Linked DNA regions of Xenopus laevis: region 1 is linked to region 2. The links are chromatin contacts, called in public Hi-C maps. All regions are on one chromosome and are shown on one strand. The core of a region is the stretch at or near the end of the contact, and the rest is flanking DNA. Distances in the headings are between cores, read along the strand shown.

Evidence for each region. A called contact is a pair of places that touch in the nucleus more often than the background predicts.
Region 1: a contact with region 2 is called in a Hi-C map of the XTC cell line, with 2.3 times the contacts expected there. The contact joins two enhancer-like sites. A contact is called at or near these places in 3 of 4 Hi-C or Micro-C datasets (the XL177 cell line, the XTC cell line and animal cap).

What each region holds. Positions count from the first base shown.
Region 1 is chr4S:18,909,188-18,914,639 of Xenopus_laevis_v10.1, reverse strand. No RefSeq gene overlaps it. Among protein-coding and RNA genes, the nearest start is that of wee1.S, 14 kb to the right of the region's middle. Within about 2 kb of position 2,284, at least 4 of the 7 cell types and tissues checked have an H3K27ac peak or open chromatin away from gene starts, as enhancers often do.
Region 2 is chr4S:18,854,343-18,859,769 of Xenopus_laevis_v10.1, reverse strand. It overlaps swap70.S (switch-associated protein 70), which reads left to right. Exons shown (of 12, transcript XM_018260292.1): 5 at 289-435; 6 at 1,370-1,478; 7 at 2,889-3,070; 8 at 3,750-3,857; 9 at 4,019-4,185. Among protein-coding and RNA genes, the nearest start is that of swap70.S, 22 kb to the left of the region's middle. Within about 2 kb of position 4,034, at least 1 of the 7 cell types and tissues checked has an H3K27ac peak or open chromatin away from gene starts, as enhancers often do.

The sequences.
Region 1 (5,452 bases), core at 1,035-3,534, 57 kb before region 2:
GCACTTATTTGGCACCCCAAGAACATTTTTCATGTTAGTGTTGCTCCCCAACTCTTTTTACTTCTGAATGTTGCTCACGGGTTCAAAAGGTTGGGGGTCCCTGTTCTATACAGACAATCTTGTCCTCTCCTCCCTTTAGTTGCTTTAGGTGCCGGCTCACTGGTTGCGTGTATTAGGGACACTGGGCAGCAAAGCTTGGTCTAAAAGCAAAGGTTGGCCTAAACCTGCTGACCCAAAGGTCCTGAGGGTATCAGGCCAGCCCATCACTAATACACAACCAGCCAGATGATCAGCATTCGATGGAAATAGAGGCTGTCCTTTATTATATAACTTCTATAAATTCTATTAAACATTGGGGTAACAGTCACCCTGCTATAGTTCCAGGGGTACCCAGGGCAAAAATAAGCACTCACCCCAATTCTCTCCCTAATTGGCTTTAGGCTGAGCCCCCTTAGCTCATAACAAGGTTACAGATATATAGAAACATTGGGGTAACAGTCACCCTGCTATAGTTCCAGGGGTACCCAGGGCACAAATAACCTCCCACCCAAATCTCCCCATAACTGGCCTTCAGGCTGGACCCCCTTAGCTCATAACAAGGTTACAGATATATAGAAACATTGGGTAACAGTCACTCTGCTATAATAGTTCCAAGTGTACCAAGTGTTGGTAAGTCAGTCCCATTGTGTATTACAGGTTGCTGATACCCCAGAGGTGCGGAGGTGGTAGGAGACAGAACTCAACTTCCCCTTTATGTCCTGTATAATTAAATCTTCCCCTGGGCAAGAGGCCAAATCACTCAATTCACCCTTTGGGTTACACGTGCCTCATGGGAGAGAACTGTCTGTAGGCATCTACCTTGTTACACAGAAGCCTTTGCTCATTAGCAACCACTCCTCGGTAATAATAGATCTGATGTAGCCACAGGGCTTGGGAATCCCCATAAGCCTCTTTCTAAGTCACCTTTGCTTGGGTTTGGGAAGAGAAGTCTTTGTAGAGTAAACAAAAGACATTAAAATGGTGTGACGAAGCCCAGGCCCCCTCCGGTAAGTAAAAAACTAGTTTAACCTGAAATTCCAGTTTTTTCCCGGACTCTTCATGGTTCCTTGATAGCAAAGCCGAAGTTTGCACCCGGTGCAGAGCCACAGTCATGCTGAGGGATCTGCATGGATTTAGATATCACAATAGAATGCCGCACAGAATATTATATTGTAGTTATATTTATGTAGTGGAGGAGGATTAGACTAGAAGGAGATTTTTAGTCTGATGTCCTGATGTCACAATGGGTGCCTTTGAACATTCATTTTAAGTTAAAATGCCCCTCTAATTCTAGCTCCATGTAGCAGAGGGCTGCATGAGGCACAAACCAAGGAACCTCCTCAATTGGCCTTTCCAAAACAGACCAACATTTTTTGATCTAATTAGACAAGGTCCTAGACTCAACAGTCATATGGCAGTGGCTGGATCCTCTTGGTAATGTTAAGTTCCCTTCATCCTCAGGGGACCAGCACAAGTTTAACATTTAAGGGTTCCCGTGTATCAGACAAAATAATAATTTGAAGGGCCCTAGAAATGGTGCAAACTGTACCCCCCAGATGATGGCCCTGGTTCCTACTGGAATGAAGACCAATAAAAGCAGACCAAGATCTCTATCTTCTGCCATCAGTGTTGATCTCTATTCAGACTCACAGGAGAGGCCAAACAATTCACACACAGACTTGTCAAGGAATATACTAGGTATCCCCAATGGCCATCTCAGTAGATTGTAAGCTCTACAGGACTGGAATCTGAAGTAAAGGCTTACTACAAAGTTCAGGGATTCTTAAAAAAAAGTATATTTGCAATATAGGGATTTAATTTTTTTCTTACAACTGACTAGTTATAGTCTCAGGCGCACCTGGGTGCATCAATAACCCCAGAAATCAGTTGGCGCCCCTTATCCTGCTGTGAACGTTGGCTTCCAAAGCAGGCTGAGCTCTTCTAATCACGGGGGAGATGCTTCCAGCACGAGCAATGGCCACCCATGGACAGACACATGATCAGGTGACACTTTGACACCCTCTTGCAAATTCAGCTGCCGGGTCACTTCCTTGCCCCCCCCCCGAACAACTTTTGCAGCTGCACTCACAGAGGGATAGATCAGCTGTCTGTGTGTGTCCAGACTCATAGGAGGCTGTGGGTCACAATATGAAGCAAGTAAACACCACGGAGGTACACAGCAGTTGCAACATGTCGTTTTTAATCAGTTAGTGCCATGTTTCTCTGCCAATGTGAATGACCTCCCAGAGGTTCTGATTCCTGTGCTGTTGTTGTCACCTCCTGGTTGGGGATAGGGTGGCTGCCACGTGAACTGGAGGTCAGGCTGTTCTATTAAACTGTCCAACCCTATCGCTTGGTGAGTTTCCAGCTGCCCTGTCAAGACCCTTCATTGTGATATCACTAACTGCCTTATAATGTGGAGTTGAGTTGATTACAAAGCTTTGGCATCTGAGCTTGGATCTTCCAATGGAGAACTAACTTGTATATCAACCTGAGCAGTCAATGGGCAGCCTAAGGGTCTTACAGATGAGCGCTGATCATGTATCCCACTTTGTTCCCTGTAAGAGCCCTACTAGGGGGCAGTTTGATGATACTGACACAGGGCAGTAAATGCTGCCTGCTGATTGGTTGCTGGTAGTTAGTAGAAGGTTCGAGTAATAACACTCTTCTGTAAACACAGCTGGGGGGGTAAATATTTCTCCCCCTTGATAAACGATATGGGGGGAGGAATCACAAAGCTACGCAGCCTGTAAATATTTGCACCCAGGGGTCAATAGACCACCCTTAAAAGGAATGTTTCGTGTGCTGACCGTATGTTTGGATTTAGCACGTAGTTTGCACTAAAAGCAGCTTTCCTTTGCAAGAATTTAGGAGTGACTATCAGCAGAATAACTGACTTAACCATGTAAGTGCCAGGCAGGTGACACTTGGTGCTTGGCAAACAGGTGTCTCAGCTGACACTTTCAGCAGAATAACTGACTTAACCATGTAAGTGCCAGGTAGGTGACACTTGGTGCTTGGGAAACAGTTGTCTCAGCTGACACTTTCTCATGGATTTGGTCCCTTGGGGGAGGGTCTACTGCTCCCGTCCTTGTGTGATTTCCCCTCATTAATTAATTGTCTATGTCTCCCCCCCAAACTTGTGCCTGTCAGGGCTGTCACTGGAGTTTTGCTGATGGGAAAATCCCGCAATTCCCAACTAACATCTGAAATGTACCACCGTCCTGTTTTAATTTTCCAACTCTAGCACCAGGCTGTGAAGTGGCCCCTTCCTCCCACTTATTAGCAGAGGGGAACAGGGGGGGGGCTGGGAATGTAAATTCTAAAAATGATCTTTGGGCTTCTCCACATCCAATGGGTGGGCCACATAGCGTCGGGGACCTGGGCCAACAATCGGATCAGAAGTGGAAGTGGTTTGATGCGCCGGGGAGGGGGGATTTTAATACTATAGAGCAAGCTGACCCCGGGCAGGGTCGGACTAGAGCATTGGGGGCCCACCGGGGCTACGACACCAAGGGCCCTCATAGAGTCCCCAGGGGCCCCCTCCTGACTTCCAAACCTCTGAGCCCCCCCCGCGCCTTTGCAAACGCTGACCGCGGGGTCTGCTTTCTCTATAGTTACACCACTGTACCCCGATAAGATGATATACCCTCAGCAGAATAATGCCACATATGCTGATTGCACTCACCCACTCCCATGCAGCTGCCCCAGTGCAGCCCTATCATTAAGGAGGAGGGTGCTTAACTGTTTTCTGCCTCTCCCAGTTATTTTATCTGTTCCCTTTTGTGATTGGCACAGAGACGCACCCTGAGCCCCATAGAGCTCACTCTAAAATAAGGTCTTAAAAATGCCCAGATAAATATGAACCCCCCTTGAAGGACCCCAATTTGCTCATGAAATGAGCTCAGATAAGGGAAAATATCAGGGTATTGGCCATTCTCCCCATATGATCAAGGGTATAAGAACAACTGTGGGATATTCACTGTATGATATATATATATATACAGGGCCGCCATCAGGGGGGGACAAGGGGGACAAGTGTGCCGGGCCCAGGCATGAAGGGAGGTCCGGCAGTGCTGCAGTTTTGAAAGAGCCGGGCTCCCCTTGTGAGTGCTGAAGCCTGCGGCCAGCCGAACAGCCAAATATGTGGAAGTGCCGAAAAGCCGAACAGCCGAACTCCTGAAGCGGCGAAAAGACGAAAGGAGGCGAAGTTGAAGTCCTGAAGCCATGAGTTCAATTCTACTGAATACCAATATGTGTTTTTTTTTTTTAATCCCCTGGCCACCAATGTATTATTTTAATATTCTATAGGCCCCTGCCACCAATGTTTATTTAAAAAAAATTTTTTGGGGCCCCAATTTTTTTAACTTGATAAGGTGGGCCCTGGCACCAATGCTTTTAAAAAAAAACTTTTATGGGGGGCCCTGGCGCCAGTGTTATTTTTTTAAAACTTATAAGGGGGCCCTGACCATCAATAGCTTTTTATAACTTGTGTGTGTGGGGGGGTTACTTTTTTAGCGCTGATGTCTGTGTGGTCTTTTAACTGTGATGTGAAGTGGGCGGAGTCTGGGCGGGGCTTGGGTGCCAGGGTTGGAGGGGCCCAGGGGGCCCCGAAATGTGGTTGTACGGGGCCCAGTGATTTCTAATGGTGGGCCTGTATATGTGCATATATATATACAGGCTCTGGCTGTTTGTAATCTCCTGACGAAGATCCCTGTGGGGGATCGAAACGTTGAGTGGAATAAATACACTGTTATTTTGCATCAAAAACTTCCTGTGAGTGTCGCTTTCTTCAGCAAATATATATATATATATATATATATATATATTAATCCACATCCATCGTGAAAGTCGTCTACTTTGTCATTCAGCCCCACATGTCTGCAATTTGCACTAAAGCCCCCCAAGGCCCTGTCTGTAGTTGTCATAATGATGCCACAATACAAATCATACGAGTTCAGCAGGTTTCCATGGCAACGGCTGCAAGCGTCACAAACAGAAAACATTTCCTTGGGCACAATGGGGAAGATGACATCACTGCGGAATTCTTTATCATTTCCCAAAATTTCCTTTAAAAAAAATTTAAATTATTTTTGGGATCTGAAGAATCCGAGAAAGAACATATGGAAAGGCAAAGTAAAAGAGTAAATTATGTCACTGAGGAGTTCCATGACCATTTTACTTCTAATATCCTAATATTTTCCAAGAAGGGGTACTTTATTAATTATAATACACAGTTTTAGTGAGTCATGTGACAAAAATGACATCACTAAGCTCTGGTTATATTTGATGACATCACTAAGAGCCATTTATAAAGATAGAATTTACAGGATATTCATGGCTTTTCTGGATTATATAGTGAATAAAGTACCTCCTCTTGTAAAGTATAAGGATATTATAAGTTACAGAGGAG
Region 2 (5,427 bases), core at 2,785-5,284:
GAACCCTTTTATGAGGATTATTCAATCTGGTTGGACTGTATAGAGTGCCCTGTAGATCTTCCAAGGCTTCATATTCTGTTGGGGTCAATATCTGCTCTGTGGGTTTATACACAGGAGCATCTACACTGACCAACTAGTCCTAATCATATGCCGTACCCTTTAGCAACCCAACCCAGTTACCTGAATATTGCTTGGTTGGCTCAAGTTTGTGCCAGAGCTGAGGGCAACTGAAAGGGCATCTTCCATGATTTTATTTTATTTATCCATCTAATTTTTTTTTCTTTTCAGGGATATTTGTGTAAAAAAGGGCACAAAAGGAAGAACTGGACTGAGCGCTGGTTTGTGCTGAAGCCAAACATAGTAACGTACTACTGCAGTGAGGATCTGAAGGACAAAAAAGGAGAAGTTATTCTGGATGAAAATTGCTGTGTGGAGGTAACAATGGTCACATGGTAGTAATATGCTCTGTATAATGCCCCACCTACTGTTGCTTTGCTCTACTGCTATAATTTTTTCCTACAAGTGCCATCAGTGTTTCCATCTTGTCCTACTGTCTCCATCTTGTCCTACTGTCTCCATCTTGTCCTACTGTCTCCATCTTGTCCTACTGTCCCCATCTTGCAATACTCTCTCCATCTTGTCCTACTGTCTCCATCTTGCAATACTGTCTCTATCTTGCCCTACTGTCCTCTTGCCCTACTGTCTCCATCTTTCCCTACTGTTTCAATTTTGCCCTACTGTCTCCATTTTGCCTACTATCTCCATCTTTTCCTAATGTCCTCATCTTGTCCTACTGTCTCCATCTTGTCTTACTGTCTTCATCTTGTCCTACTGTTCCAAATGTGTTCTACTGTATCCATCTTGCACTTCTGCCAACTTATTAAGTTCCAAATATTAAGACTAACAGGGGCAATAGAACATGTCCTCGGGAGAGTTAAGGGGTATAGAGTGCCCAATTGGTATCTAAATAGGGGGCCCTAATTTCTCTCCCCCCTAAGCATGGCTTTGATTAATAATGTATAACCTCTTTAAATACATCTGTTTGGGCATTTCTATGATATAATACTTGGGTTTCCATCAACTCCCCATCTCATTTTTCAAAACAATACAATGCAGGAGCCAATGAGTATAATGTCAAGTGATGCCTTGTTTCACACCACCCATCACTTCTGACCATACCAAACTAATCCAAATAGCAACACAGCTAAATGGATCTTCAGGGCTAGCATGGGAAGTGTTAGAGCTGTGGCAACCCCATTGGCTTTTTGATAGCAGGATCACTCAAGAGACCCTCATCTTTCTATATCAGGGGTTCAAAACCAGTGGGTCAATAAAGCAGTAAAATAATTTCCCTTATATGTTACTCTAGTCGTTGCCAGACAAAGACGGGAGAAAGTGCCTCTTTGTTGTGAAATGTTTGGAGAAAAGTTACGAAATCAGTGCTTCAGATAAAAAGAAAAAGCAAGAGTGGATTCAAGGTGAGTTGGAAACCAGGTATTGAGTCAGCTTAGCTGGTGAAGTTCAAAGCTTCTAACAATTACCATCCATGGTGTTCTAGGGTGGTAGTTCTAAGGTTTGACACATATATGGTTGCAGAGCCCATACTGGGTGTCCAATACATCCCATGGTACATGAGTAGGACTGGTTTTACAGATGTTAACCTACAACTTTAAACTTTTCCCCTTCCATTGACTTGTTCACCATTCAGAGCCAGAGTCATCTTTGTCTAATCAAATATAATAATTTCCAGACAGAGTAAAATAGAGGAAAAACAAATACTTGGAATGAGGGATACAAGTGTATTGAGAGAAGGTTCTTGGACACTAGGTCATGAGTTCGTTACTCAGTCAGAATTCCTGTCATACTTAGCACAGTTGTCCCATATTTTTAATGATATGGCTGAAGGAAGTAACCACAGTGACTGTATGGGGGTGGGGAGTTGGTCACAGTTGGCATGTCTGGATGAAGAAGATGCCCAACTTGCCCACCAGTAGTAAAAAGTCTAAAGCATTTGGACTTTATCCGTTTTCATGAAAATGGCCCCTTAAGAACTGAAGAAGCCCTCGGATGAGTGGTGAAATAATTTCAAGAAAGTCTAGTTGCTTTAGACTTATTTCTACTACATAACGTATATCATGACCCGGATAACAGACCAATAAGTTGGTAGCTGATTGGTCCATGTGTGGTGCCTAAATGATGACCATCCCAGCTAATATATTTTGATGGTTGGTCACATATAAAGCTGTAGGGTTTTTAAGATTGGGTACATTCCTCTCCTGGTGGGCCTGCAGAGACCCTCAACCATTGGGAAGCCACTTGGAGAGCCACAGTGGGCAAAGATCCATTCAGTTGTCTACCTTTGGTCTTATGAAGTATTTGCAAGCCTATTGCAAATAAAATATAAGTTTAGAGGTTTGGTTATTAATCAAGGAACATCTATAACTTCTAGGACAGTGATCCCCAACCAGTAGCTCGCAAGCAACAAGTTGTTCACCAACCCCTTGGATGTTGCTCCCAGTGGCCTCAGAGCAGCTGCTTATTTTTCAATTCCCGACTTGGAGACAAGTTTTGGTTGCATAAAAAACAGGTGTACTGCCCAACAGAGCCTCCTGTAGGCTATCAGTCCACACAGGGGCTACCAAATAGCCAATCACAGCCCTTATTTGGCACCAACAGGAACCTTTTTCATGCTTGTGTTGCTCCCCAACTCTTTTTACATTTCAATGTGGCTCATGGGTAAAAAAGGTTGGGGGTGATCCACTAATGCTAATTTGGAGGATTAGAAGGACATGGAAATGTTGAAGGGTGGTTCCCAAAGACCCTGTCTGTCTTCTTGTTTGGACCTATCTACCTTGCCTGACCTATCTTACCTGCCTGATCTCCTGCAGCCATACAGACAGTGGTCAATCTGCGCAAGTTCCAACTCCCTCCACCACACAAGGAGGCTCGTCAGAAACGAAGGGCTTTGCGGAAGAAATTGCTGGCAGAGCAAGAGGCAATGGAGAAGAAGATGAAGGAGCTACAGCTGGCCAATGAGACCAAGCAGCAGGAGTTAGAAGTCACGAGGAAGGTGAGAGCAAAGCAATAGTGGATGGGGTTCTTTGTCTATGAGAAAAGTCTTTGACACTGGCTCTGCTCATTGCTCACATACCTATACTCACCTTTAATTAATGATATCTGCCACAAGCAGAGGGATTGTCATAGACTATTCTTTGGAAATGTTACCGAGATGAAATGCCTTAAGCACCATTATATCTCATATTATTGACATCATTTGGAAACTCAGACAACACTCTGGCACACTAATGAAAATTCTAAGAGACTGTGTGGGGTGCCAGACTACAGGTTGTCCAGTTGGAGGCCCACAGCCTGCCTGGTAACCCTCCAGGGCAGCTATATGTCCCTTGGTCAACCTATGCGCCCCTATAGACTTCTCGTTATGACTATTTCGAGAGTTTGGCCACATCATGGAAGACGTTGGACAGAACTTGCGGTGCTGGTCAGCTACCATTATCTTCAAGTTGACAAGTAGGACGAATCGGGCAAAATTTCACCAGAAACAGCTGCCCCTCATGTGGCCACAAGTTCGCTTGAGTTGTGGGAGAATTCAGTGCACTCCAGGTATATTAGACGGTGACTTGTGTTCACAATTACACTTTGCACACGCCACGTGGGTTCATAAATGAGCCAAATTGTGTTCTTCATTTTATTGAGCCAAAAATCCAAAAATTTTCTTTTTGTTTTACCAGGAACTGAGGGAGGCTGCGGCTCGTGCCATGGAAGAAGAGCGCAAACGGCAGGAGACGCAAACGCAGTTACAGGACCGGTTCCAAACAGAAATGGAACGAGAACTTTTGGTAAATAGATCCCTTGTGCCCCAGAAATATACATAAGCCACCCAGGGGTGCTAATTCATTTTACTAGAGGCTGCCGACCATGTTGTATCTCAGCACCCCTGGCAGGGACTGGCCTGGGCAATGGCGGGTAAAGCTAAGGTGTCTTTTTGTAATCTGAACAGATCCGTCGGCAAATGGAAGCACAGGTTGCACAGAAATCGAATGAACTACAACAGAATCTAATTCGTGTCCGGGAGTTGGAGGAAATGTACCGGAAGCTTCAGGAGGCGCTGGATGATGAGAAGCAGGCGCGTCAAGAGGAGGAGAACGCCAGGCTCCATCAGGCACGGTATGGACTTCTTCTCCTGTCCATCTATTGGCTGCGTTTCTCTGCTCCTTTCTTCTGATTGGTGAAATCAAACACTTTCAGTTAATAGCGACTTACACTAAAGTGTCCATAGCAAATGGGGCAGGTTTTTGGCTGAGGTCATCCAACTGCTGCTTCCTAATGACCGGACCCAGGAACAGCACCAGATTTATGGACCTTGTGTATTTCAGTGACTGTGTTGGAGACAGAAATAGCAGCAGCACACTTTGTACCCAAGATAAAGGTCTAATCTGTAATATATGTGATGGATTTACTAACTCCAAACAACAACATATAAAACTCACTCAAACACATTCATACACACGCGTACACATTCATGCACACTCACTCTTACACACCCATGCACACTCACTCTTACACATTCACACACACGCTTACACACTCACTCTTACACACTCACTCTTGCACACTCACTCTTACACACTCATGCACACTCATGAGCACACTTGTACACACTCACAAACACTTAAGCACACTTTTACACACTCATGTACACTCACTCATGCACACTCAAGCACATTTACACACTCAGACACAGTAATGCACACTCTCAGACACTTGTGTACACTCAAGCACATTTGTACACACTCATGTACGCTCACTCATGCACATGTACACTCCTCATCACCCACAATGAATCACAGATGATTAGTGCTCAGAATTAATTCACAAGTTCCCTGCTACATACACGTTACAGTCATTTCAAATCAGAGCAGAACTTGTCATCATGGCTTATGTTTTTGACATCATGTGTATTTGCCAATCTTATCGCTGACCCTATTGTGTCCAAAGCTTTTTTTCATGAGAAATCATCTGCTCTACATAATTATGAGCATCAGTTACCCTCGGGCGGTTACACTATCTTTAAGTGTTGGAGTTTTTTTGCTCAATATTTATATATATTTATATTGGCTGCCCAATTAGAGGTCCTTACAGTTCTTTGTATATTGTAGGGTAATGGCGCCACCTAGTGTGGAATAACAGGACTTCATGAAATTGACTTTATACTGTAGAAGAGTAGAGGGGGTTTTGTTCCCAAGCCCTCTCTTTTATTGATTATTGACTGGGCTTTAGCTTCTTATTTCAAATACTGAATCCATCTTATTTTACTTGTTTCACAACAAACCCACTAATGCTAAAAACAAAACAATACTTAACTCATGGTAATCCAGGTCTCCTGTTTCTATAACCCTGGGGGAGGGA